2 separate regions of the Ovis aries genome follow, and region 2 is linked to region 1. The links are chromatin contacts, called in public Hi-C maps. All regions are on one chromosome and are shown on one strand. The core of a region is the stretch at or near the end of the contact, and the rest is flanking DNA. Distances in the headings are between cores, read along the strand shown.

Evidence for each region. A called contact is a pair of places that touch in the nucleus more often than the background predicts.
Region 2: a contact with region 1 is called in a Hi-C map of hypothalamus, with 5 times the contacts expected there. The contact joins two enhancer-like sites. A contact is called at or near these places in 8 of 16 Hi-C or Micro-C datasets (hypothalamus, liver, mesenteric adipose tissue and 4 more).

The regions. Positions count from the first base shown.
Region 1 is chr1:36,213,055-36,218,999 of ARS-UI_Ramb_v3.0, reverse strand. No RefSeq gene overlaps it. Among named protein-coding and RNA genes, the nearest start is that of NFIA, 100 kb to the left of the region's middle. Within about 2 kb of position 3,504, at least 11 of the 54 cell types and tissues checked have an H3K27ac peak or open chromatin away from gene starts, as enhancers often do. A contact at or near this core is called in hypothalamus, where this site is marked.
Region 2 is chr1:36,282,829-36,288,773 of ARS-UI_Ramb_v3.0, reverse strand. No RefSeq gene overlaps it. Among named protein-coding and RNA genes, the nearest start is that of NFIA, 33 kb to the left of the region's middle. Within about 2 kb of position 2,218, at least 26 of the 54 cell types and tissues checked have an H3K27ac peak or open chromatin away from gene starts, as enhancers often do. A contact at or near this core is called in hypothalamus, where this site is marked.

The DNA.
Region 1 (5,945 bases), core at 2,255-4,754:
AATGTTACATGGGTGGGGAACACATTAAAAGGTACACATCTTAGCAAGAACTGGCCTATCTGATGGGAAGGAGACAAAAGGGTGTTTATTGGCAGATGTCAAGAAAGGTTCAGACCATGGACCTTGGGTTATCTACAATGGTTGAAGGAACAGGTAAGGCAGAACTGGAGGACTTTTGGGTCCCTGCATTCAGACTGAAGCAACTAAATACAGAGGAGTATGAAGGCAACAGCGACTACTAAATTCATAGACCCTCCCTTATGTGTCACGGTCTCTGCCAGGTCCCTATCTCTAATCCCTACTCCTGTCCTAGAGAGGCTGAAAGAGATTAAATAGGTCACATAGCTTGTAAGTGATTGAACTGGTAGTAAAACATAGACGTGTCTAACTCCACAAGGAAATAACAACAGAAAAAATGCCTCCTTCAGAATATTGTCTGGTCAGTAATATGTTCTACCTAACTTCCAACAAACTGAACGGGTATCTATATGTCATTGATGGCAAAATTCTTTGGATGTCTTAGAGAACATCTATACATGTCAGGAAACTCATGACTTGCCCCATCTTGGACATAGAGACGTGGTTCCTTCAGTGTGACAAGATCAAGTCTCCATATCTCCTCTGCAGTATGCTTTACAATAAGGTTACCTGGCTTAGCAAAAGTTCTGAAAATGGCTCTTCTGGAGAGAATTCTCTCTTCTTCTTTTGCAACAAGGTGAGAATGACCTTCACACAGAGGTCTTCAGAAGCCATCAGGAGGTGGTTTCTTCAAGACTAACCCACACTACATCCCTTTCATGTATCCAGTAGTCTGCACTGTGTACGCATCGGTCTTGTTGAATTGAGCAGCACAGGAATTCTCAGTGATCCACAGGGCAGCCCATAGGATTCCCATTTTATAAATGGAGAAAACTGAGAATCAGAAGAACTTAGTTGATATGCTCGAGGTCACAGAGTTAATCTGTGGTTGAGCTGGGACTGGATCTGGTCTATTTGCCTCCTAGTACCATGGTTTTGAGCTATTCAGCTAAATCAACTGAACCACAAAACCACTTGCTATGCACAAGGCTCAGGGAATGTGGAGAGGCTCTGGACTAGGTCCCTGGACACAGTGACAGCACGTGCCTGACCAGCACACACTGGGGACCAGACCCTGCTCTGAATGCTTAACTTAGAGTAACTCATAATTCTCATAGCAGCCTCATGAAGAAGTACAGTTATTGTCCTCATAGTATGCATTGGGAAATGGAGGCATGAAGCAGTGAAACAGAGCTTGGGTTCAGATGCGGGCAGGCTTGGTCAGAGATCCTTTCCTTACCACTACACACACTGCCTCAGGGAGGCTCCTGGGGATGAAAGAGAGATGCTAAACAACAAAGATAGCTATTATTGCCTCCAGACAGCACCCTTTACTGCTTGGGGTCAAATACTTGCCCCAGCATTTACTTGCCCCAAACTTGACTTTGGTCAAGTTACCTTTTTTTTGTATCAGTTTTTTAACTGCAAAAGGGGTTATTACTTATCTCAGAGTTAGAGAGCTGTGTGTGTATGTGTGTGTGTGTAAGGCTTCCCAGGTGGCACCAGTGGTAAAGAACCTGCTTGCCAATGCAGCAGATATAAGAGATGCGGGTTCTATCCCTAGGTTGGGAAGATCCCCTAAAGGAGGGCATGGCAACCCACTCCAGTATTCTTGCTTGGAGAATCCCATGGACAGAGGAGCCTGTGTCTGTCAGAGTCAGACATGAACTGAAGCGACTTAGAATGCACGTGCGCATGCGCGCGCGCGCGCGCGTGTGTGTGTGTGTGTGTGTGTGTGTGTGTGTGTGTGTGTGTGTGTACCTTAAAACCATCCCTGGTCCTGCAGTTAGTCTGATCTAACTGTATCATTGTTACAAGGGGATCAGGACATGGACTAATTTCCAGATGTTCAGCACAGACAAATGTTACAAAGTCTCACAGGGAGAGAATTTATGTCTCCTGGGAAATATCAGGAAAGGCTTTAGCGGAGAGTGAGGAGATGTCGATCAGGTAGAATTGTAGAATCGAGGATTGAAGCATCCATAGAACCCAGTGGCGTTTTTTTTCATAGAAGACATCTGGGACCATAGGAGAGAGGTGACCTCTCCCTGTTTCTCAAGCTAGACTTTGATTAGAACCCAGTCTCCTCTCTTCTCGATCTTTCATTTTACTATTCTGCCTCCAAACAATGCCTGATTGAATCATAGTTAAATTAGAGACTGTGATTCCTCTGTCCATACTGATGCTGTCTCTTGTGGTACCAAGTCCAGTCTGAGTTTCGTCACACCAAAGCCAGTGTGATGCCTTTTCTCTGTCATCACTTTGGGAGAGTTGCAACTGAGCAATAAGTGTGGCAGTGATGGAAAGGTCCTTTCACGGAAACAAGTGACACAACCCATAAACAGTCTCTGGATAAAAACAGTGAACTTTTATTAAGCACCTACTGTATCAGGTAAATTTTCTCATTAATCAACATGGTAAGTACTCATTCAGTTCTTTATCTTCCTTCATATAAGTAGAAAAGCTAAAGGCTTTGTTTTATATTCAGTAGCTTTGTCCAGGTTGCAACAGTAAAAAAACTGATTGAATTAGGATTTAAACAATGGTCTGTTAGGCCCCAAAGCCCATGTTCCAACCCTGGGAAAGAAAATTGGTTGCATCTTGTTGGATGAGAAAGAGTACCTGCCTGGAGCACTACTGGAGAAAATGTTGCGGAAAAGTCTTAAATCTGTTGGCAAGGACACAGTGGCCGGTTAGCGGTATCTGCTGGGGTGAGCGAATGGGGCTTGGCCGCACTACGAGTGTGCTGACGGCCCTGATAATACCAGCCTGGGCTGCCTCTCTGTAGATCTAAAGTCCAGATTGAGGCTGTCATTAGGAGGACTCAGTTCTTTCAGAGAGGCGGAGCAGCATCTTCAGTTGCTTTATTCTTCTATCCATCCATCCATCCTCTATCCATGTCTTTGTCTGTCCATCCATCCCTCCATCCAGAAAAGGTTTAGGCAGAGTGTGCTCTGTGTAAGGCACTATGCTCTATAATATGGATCTAGGGAGATATATAAGTCTCCTGGCCCCATAGAATTGAGTGGGACCTCCTTGAAGGGTACTCTTGGGAAAGTATTAGGGAGAAGAGTGATGAGATGGTTTATACAGAGACTGAACATTTGGGGAGATCACAAAAAAAGGGAATCAGGTGGGTTGCTTTCCCACCCTTGCTTTCTATGGCTGCAGAGAAGTGCCCAGCTGGCCAGCTGGCCGCTGGCACAAACTGCCTCTTTGTGTGAAAACCAGTGAAATCACATATGTGCTGCTCCCAGATGTGGCCCCGGCACCAGCACTTTCCAAGTGGGAGGTTCTGTCATGGTGTCACCTGCCAAATCTTATCCAGAGAACTGAAGCCACTTGTCCAGCTGATCAGGGCTCTGTGCCTGTGAGCAGAACTGTCTCACCCTTTGCAGAGACGATCAGGCTTGGGGGAGTCCAGAAGAGCCAGAGCTTGGTGTGTGTGTGTGTGTGTGTTTAAGCTGCACTGAAGCCCTCTCTCCCTGCACTCTTCCCTTGTGATGTTTCACTAGGTGGGAGACAAAGGGGCTTTGTGTGTTCTTCAAAGTACTCCGTGCTGACCATGAGACACATCCCGGAAAAACACAGCCCAAAGCCATGACATTGCCCCTGGTTCAAATGCCAAATGCAACTTACAATAGTTAGAAATGACAAAGGATGGGTGGCAGGACCCAGAGGAAAAAGGGTGAAACCCAAAGGACCTTAAACAGAGTTCAGGGCAACGATTTGATTTTTCAAGAGAGATCTTTAAGCAAATGTTAATCATAGTCTTCCTATCTGCACATACAGGAAAATCAGTAGAGTGTATATTTCATTGTCCGGCAAAGGTAAGGTTCCCTTTAAATTTTCTTTGAAGATTACTGTTGTTTTTAATATTTAGGATGTGTGTAGGGGAGAGGGACAGAGAGGCAGCATGTCAGATGTTTTTCTTTCTTTTTTTAAGGCTCACCTGCTCTTAAGAGTGAATTGCATTTTGTCAGTGGCCGAAGAATGCCTTGGCGTTCGGGCTAGTGTTTTGGGTATAATTGAATTGCTGGGTGCTTTAAACATTGCAGGGTTTTAAGCCGAGAAATAATTTAATGATGTGGCCTTTAGGATTGTTAATTAGCACCGTCTGTATGAACATGTAACAATAACACCACCTACCGTAAAAGCAATGTTCTACACTTCAGAACACTCATTTCTTTCGGGCTTCCTGCAGAGCAGCAGTCATTAACTCTTTTTTTGACAAACACTTTTAGACATGCTCTGCAGGGCCATGAATTCACCCCTCTGGCCTATCTCTGCATTCATCCACGGGGCAAGCTGGCAAATGGGGAAGCTTGGAGAACGATGAGCCCAGCCCTCCACCATGGCACCGACTGAGGAGGAGGTTGTGGTGTTTTCCGTGCTAAACTCCTGAGACACTGTCACTCCAGAACCCAGAGAGAGATTCAGGTGAGAATGTGGGGAAATTGGAGCCCCTGTGCTCTGTTAGTAGGAATGAAAAATGGTGCAGTCGCTTTGGAAAACAGTATAGAGGCTCCTCGGAAAAAAAAAAGGGGGGGGGAGCTACCATATGATCCAGCAATCCCGGTTCTGGGTATTTATCCAAAAAAATTGAAATCAGGATTTGAAAGAGAGAGTAACACTCCCATGTTCACTGCAGCCTTATTCCCAACAGCCAAGATGTAGAGGCAACCTGAGTGTCCCCTGACACTCAGTGGGTGCCTGACACGTGGATGACGCATGGATGACACATGGATGCCTAATGAAGATGTGGCTTATACCCACAATGGAATACTATTCAGCTTTAAAAAAGAAGGAAATTCTGCCCTCTGTGACCACATAGAGGAAACCTTGGGGCATTACACTAAAATGGCATAAGGCACTCACAGAAAGATAAATATTATGGGATTCTGCTTACACGAGGTATCGAAAACGGTCATATTCATAGAATCAAAGAGCAGCATGGTGGTTGCCAGGGTCTGGGGGAAGGGGAGAAAATAAATTTACTAATCAGAGGGTATCAAGTTTCGGTTAAGAAAGATAAGTAAGTTCTAGAGACCTGCCGTACAACATTGTACCATAGTCAATAACACTGTATTTTTCTACTTAAAAATGTGTTACAAGGGTAGACCCTCAAGTTGTGTTCTTGCCTCAAGTAGAAAAACTGTCAGGAAATCAGGTCATGGGAGGAGATGTTGTTGGCTTGGCCCTGCCCACTCTGCTGGAGGAAACCTTCAGTGGCTGGTCCCTCCAGCTGAGTTCAAGGGGGCTGGAAGCACCACGAGTCTGGAGGGAGTCCATGTACGAAGCCAAGAGTGGGAGGCTGATGACGATGGGTGGAGGAGTGAGCGCCTCCCATGCTTTCTTCCAGCCACCTGGTAACGGCCCAGTGCTTTTTCCATCTTCCTCCTTGTAAGTCACAAGTGTTTTTCTCTTCTGAAGACCTGTCTCTTCTTCAGCAAGACACTCAGCAGCACTTGGGCCTCTAAACACTAGATTGTGCCTGGTCTTCTATTCAGCCAAACTGTCCCATGACCTTGTGTCAGGCCTGGCCATCTCCTGTGGGAATCCCATCTTGGAAACCTCAAGTTCTGGTAGCGTCTCTGCACACCGTCTCATTTTCTTTCAGCTCTCTCACCCCTTCATTCTCACAGGCTCATGTGGCTGCTAGTCCAGAGATGGCCACTACCTGGCTTGGCTGTGGCTGCTCTTTCTGTGCCCTTAGAGGACATTCCTGACTGATGGTGCCATCCTGTCCTGTGGAGCAGCGATAACTTTGGAATCCAGGATTCCATCATTTGGAGTTGACATCTCAGATGAAATCTATTTGATATCCAGCTCCAACAGCTTGACCCTTTTTCTTTCAGTCTATGAGG
Region 2 (5,945 bases), core at 969-3,468, 71 kb before region 1:
TTTATTCTCGGATGTGTAATTGTGCTTCTGTGTCATGGAAACACATATTGGTTGGGGTGTGTTGGGCACGTATCTGGAGATCTTAGCTACTTCTTTTTGGTACCTTTCCCCAACAGCAACAGTGAGCAATCCAGGGCTCTTTTTAGTAATGAAAGGACAGAGTGGGGGTCCAGTCTATATGTCACTTTGAAACTCATTTGTATTCTTCATATTACCTATGGTGAATCACAGCCTGACCTTCCTAAGTTGCAGTCTCAGAGCTTCTGAATGTGGGCTGCAGGCCACAGGTGTGAGGGTTGTTTGAGAAACTTAACTGCTGCTCCTCTTCATGAAGATGAATTTTCAGCTAAAGCCATTGGTGAGGGTCTAATAAACCCATGTTATATGTGATTGGCATCAGATGGACTAATCTGATGGGATAGTTGCTCAGAAAGTTGATTATACTAGAAGCTATGGTAGAAATTAAACATTTTCCAATAATTTAGATGCTATAAAACATAGCGGTATAGCATGGACTCCTTAGTGTCTGGAGGCAACAGAGCTGGCTGGATTTAAGCAAGAAGAGCATAGACATATGGTTATTTAAATAACCTTATAGATGCTTTGAAGAAGCCTAGAGATCATGCATGACAACATTTGAAATAGTTGAAAGAAAGGGTTATATCAATACTAAATGTATTAGGGCCAAGAACATTGTCTCATACAACCGTGTATAATGCTCATAGCATTGAGGCATAATTAATGCCTCACAGAGGTGAACAGAGGCTCCTAATTACAACTTCTAAGAGGCATAAAGGAGATTCAGACTTAGTCTAGACTGGCCCCAAAGCACAAGGTTTTCCTACTCTATCCACTCAATCCCAGGTCCCTCAGCCTTCTCCAATCTGGCCTTGATTTACTTGTCCAACTTTCTCCAGCGCGAATGAGCGGCTCTTTTTCTTGCCACCATCACCTCAATCTCTATTGTCTTTCCTGTGCTGTGAGAACACAGAATCACCTCTGACCAGTTTACTTGCAGGGTTGCCCAGGTACAGAAGTTCTGGGACTCCCAACAGCCAATTCTAATTTTACCTACCCTTTAGTTGCAAACAGCCTGGCTGCACCATTTGATTTTTTTAATGAGACCATTTTATCCCCTTTTTTGAATTTTATTCTCTTTAATCAGCTTGCAAATTCCTATTTTGATTCTTAATAACTGCTAGTCCCTGGTTCAGTGCTTCACACATGGTTGTGTATGTGGAAACAGACAACTAAATAGCGAACTCCTCACTCCCCCCGCCCCTCCCCCCCAAAAGGCCGGCGCAGAAACGCGACAAAGGGGTGGGGGAGACAGGTTCAGCCAGGGTCTTCTCCCTCAGTCCCCTTACCATCATCCTCAGCCCCCCTCCCCCAAAAGGCTAAAGTCTTCGCCACTCCAGTATTCTTGCCTGTAAATCCCATGGACAGAGGAGCCTGGTGGGCTTCCTACAGTCCATGGGGTCGCAGCGTCGGACACGACTGAGGACACATGCAGTCGATGCCTTAAAGCAAAAGGCTCAAGGAACTACCTTCTTGCCTGGGCCCCCTCAAACCCCACTTTCCCGTGTTCAGCAGAGTCCTTCCCTGCTCAACTCTCGGAGCTGAACTTGGGCTCTCCTCCTGGCACGCGGACTGGGAAAGAGGAAACACGTGCGTGCTGCGGCGGTGTTCGCGGGGAGACGGAAGATGGCAGCAGCCGAGGAGGCAGTGCGTTTCCCAGGGAACCAGAGAGCCACATTCTCCGCGACGGGCGACTCTCAACTCTCCCAAAGAAAGCCGCGGGCCCAGCTCGTTCGTCAGTGTCACGTTTCAATGGCAGCGCGGGGCCAGCCTCGGCGAGGTGCCCGCGCGCCTCTGCGGGACGGCTGGGCCCCGCGGCGATTCAGACGGAACCAACCAACAAAGGCTCTGCGGCGGGCGGCGCAGGGCCACCTTCCGGGACAGGTGCCGGATCTCCGGCTGTCCCTCGCCCCACCGCCGTCCCGCCCGGGGGTTTCTCTTTCCTGGCCTTTGGCGCCCAGGCCAGCCCCGGGTGCGCGGGGCCGAGTCCTCGCGCGACCAGAGCGCGCCCGACTGCGGGTGGGCGGGGGGCGGGGGTGTCTGCGCACTGCGCGTGCGCAGGGTTGCAAGCCCCTTCGGAGAGCAGGGCTTTCCTCGTGCAAAAGGCGTGTAAAGTTAAGCCGACCGCTCCAAGTCTCTCTTCTTACCCGGCCGCCGTGAGCCGACGGCAGAGGGCGCCCTTCCAATGCGCGTCGGTCGGGACCCGCGTGGCCCCGCGGGAGCTGCGGACTGAAAGCCGCCGCGCAGTCCCCCGTCCAGCGCGCCCCGTCTTGGGTGGAAAGCCGGATTGAGGCTGGGGACCCCGCCACCAGCCACCCCCACCCCCATTCCCAGGTCCCGAGAGGCTGTCTACTGCGGTGGTTCACGCCCTGGCTTTTTTCACCCAGCGCGGGTTCCTCGCACCGGTCTGGGTAAGGAGGAGCGGCCCCTAGCTGAAGCCGTGCCCCCATCTGACTGCTAAGGAACACGTCTGCAGGCGTCGTTCAATGGCAAACGACTAATTAATTTTCCAGCACTTGTGCAGAATACTTTAAAATGGAAAAATGAAGGTCTTCGATGAAAATGAAGCTTGATAGTGTGCACCTGCCACTAATGTACGGTGCACGGTAACTTGCCCTCATTAGAGAGATGCCTTGGGTTGAGAACAAGTCATATAGTGAAAATCACTTCAACACGTGCCTGTTCATATGCATAAACTCCTGTGTACCAGATGGCAAAATATAATGACATCTTAAACAGCTAATTGCATAAACCTTGTAATGCAGATAATTGCTGTACCAAAGTAGGAGTTAATAATTTCCCACTGTATCGCCTGGCTTCAGAGTAATCCTTAAGGAAAGTTGTGACAATTCTAACACACTAAAGTTCACCAAGCGGTAATTAAAACTAGCATTTAAATCATTTGACTTTCAAACCTTTAATTACGATTCGGAAGAACTGTTTTGTGAAAATCCAGAAATTTTGAATAGTTACTGGATAACATTTACTGTTTGTATTTTATCGAGTTTTATTTCATGGACTTCCTGTAGCATAATATTATAGAGAGTCAATGGGGATATGTTCCATTCGCTAAAATTATTTCCAGAAGCATGAGCTTTGCATTTTGGGGCAGGAGTAGGTAACACCCCCGCCTTCCTGCTATAGATCTGTTGATTATTTTCAACTTAACATTTCTTTACAGAGCCCGTGCTGTAATAACTAATTCTAAGCCTTACCATGTGCCTGGCATTTTTCTAAGCACTTTACAGTTATTATCTCATTTAATCCTCAAAACAGCCATCTGAAATGTGTCTATTTACATCCCCATTTTCGAGATGAAATAGCTCAGGCAGAGATGCTAAAGTAACTTGCTCAAAGTTAGTTAGAAGTCACTAATCCAGACTCAGTTTGGCTCCAGAGTCTATGCTGGTAACCATGTTATACTGCCCCATGGGCTAAGCCAGGGCTTAGTAACAATGTTTCTTACTATTTTATGTTCTAATTAGGAATAAAACTAAAATAGCATAATTGATTTTAGCTTATCAGTTTAAGTCACAATGCATTTCAGAAATAGATATCTGCTATTTTCCAAAAGGTGATATCAGAACAGTAAATAAGTCAAGCAAAATAAACCTTTGAAACTTGGTTTTGACTACATCAAGGCTTAGTTTAAAAAACATGTGTGGCTTCAGAAAGATTTTACAACATCTTAAAGAGGATATACAATAATGAACATAAAACAAAATCCTCCTTATTAAGTATACCATGAAATATAGTTTTTTTCTCCATGTTAATATTGTGGAATTCCCCTTTCCTCACTTTGGGTAGAGATAGGTGGCATAAGATGCGAGACACCAAGAGTTGTTTCCTTCCTATGGAAGCCATAGCGTCTGAAATCCCACAAGTATAGATTTTTTTCTGTGACTTAAGGACCATCGCCTCTGAGATGCTGCTCTTAAGCTCCTTGATTTAGTGGGAAACATATTGATTTAGAAATCAAAAGACTGGCATTGTAGTTTGACCATGAACTTGTAATATTATCTTGGACAGATCACTCTGTCTCCCTGAAATTCAGTTCCTTTGCCATAAAAATAGAGAACATGGCTTATGATTACCTACATCCCTCCCTGTTTTATCATTCTAGAATGTTACGCAACTACATCCTACTATTACCTTACTGGGAATGAGATGTTTAGGTGGCATTATCTTTAATAGAGACAAAGCCCTGGATTTGGGGAGTAAGTGAAAGAATATCTGTAGGTGAAGGAAAGACTTAATTTAAGGAGCATTTTCCAGGTGCAGTGCTGAGAGTGTAAAGAGAAATAAGAAACAGTCCCTGACATCACAAGTTCTAAAGATAGCAGACGACACTGACAAGTAAGCAGAGGAGTGCAGAGTAGACTGATAGGTTCTGTGACAGAGATTAATGCAAAATACTATAAGATGGGAGTTATTCCTAGCCAGGATGTGGGGGGTCATGGGAAATTCCCTTGAGATGAAATTTGAAGGATAAATTGGACTTGATAGAGAATAGAAGAGAATTCCATGCAAAGGACACTGTATCCATGGTAAAGAAGAGAGAAAGCATGACTGTCTGGGAACCTAGGGGAAGTCAGCATTGTTGGCTATTAAGGTCTTAAGTCAGGAAGGACAAAGAATACACAGGAGAGGTGGGGAACAGATCAGACCTCCAAAAGTCTGCTAAAGAGTTTGGACTTCTTCAGTACAGGGGAATTCAAAACAAAGCTTATCTGTTTTAGTATTGCTTAGTTTCTGGATTACCAGAAAGAAGTTTTATACTCATTTACTTTGGTTTTTAATAGAAGGTGTGAGGGTATCAACCAGAAGGAAGAGCCCTACTTTGGCCACCCAGCTAAATGTCAGTGGTCATCCCTGGTGATCCTCAGTGAACCAGCTTTTATACAGACCTCCCTCTTCTCCTCTCCCCGCCCTGGACCCCTCTGCAGAGGAAATGTTTGATCTCCAGTGCTAAGCCCCTAAATCCTCCAATCCCCAAGCTAGTGGCTTATTTTATATACCGAGGAAGAAATCAAAGTCACAATGATGGCAAAAGCAGGATAGAAAGCATTTAAAATGCTTTTTACTTGTTTTAAAATGATACATCTCACCTGTGTTGGTAAGGAAATAACGACTCAGAAGTTCTAATCTGATTTTAGGAGTTGAGCACTATCATTCTCCCACACTGCTGGTGGATGTGTACAACCATAATACTCTTCTGGAGGACAACTTGGCTATATATACAATGCCTTATATATTCTGACCAGCAACTCCATTTTTAGGAATTTATCCTAAGAAGAATATCATGAACTTTTAGAATATTTGATGAAATAAATGTTTGTGATAGTGATTTAATAATTGGAAAAATTTTATATTCAATTCTAAAAAACTTTAAATGAATTATGGTATATACATATACTAGAATAGTATAAAGCTGTCAAGATATTACATATTAAATGAATACATTCAATTCTAAAATAACTACAGTGTGATCTCATTTTTGTTAAAAATGTCTATATATATGAGAAAAAATAAATAGGAAATAGTGAAATTTTAAGTGATTTTTAATTTTTCTTCTTTCTTGTGTTTGTATTTTCTAAATTTTTGACAGTGGAAATGTATAACTTTTGGAATAAAAAAGCAACCATAATAAGAAAGCATAATAAGGAAATTCTCTGGCAGTCCAGTGGTTAGGACTCTGTGCTCAATGTGTTCCTACAGAGGGAAAGGGTTCAGTGCCCAGTCTAGGAGCTAAGACCCCACAAACCATGTGGCAAAAAAATAAAAAGAAAGCATAACAAGAAAATAATGTAAATCATAAACATTAAAAAACAAATGGAGAGCAGACATGTACATTTATCTAATTATGG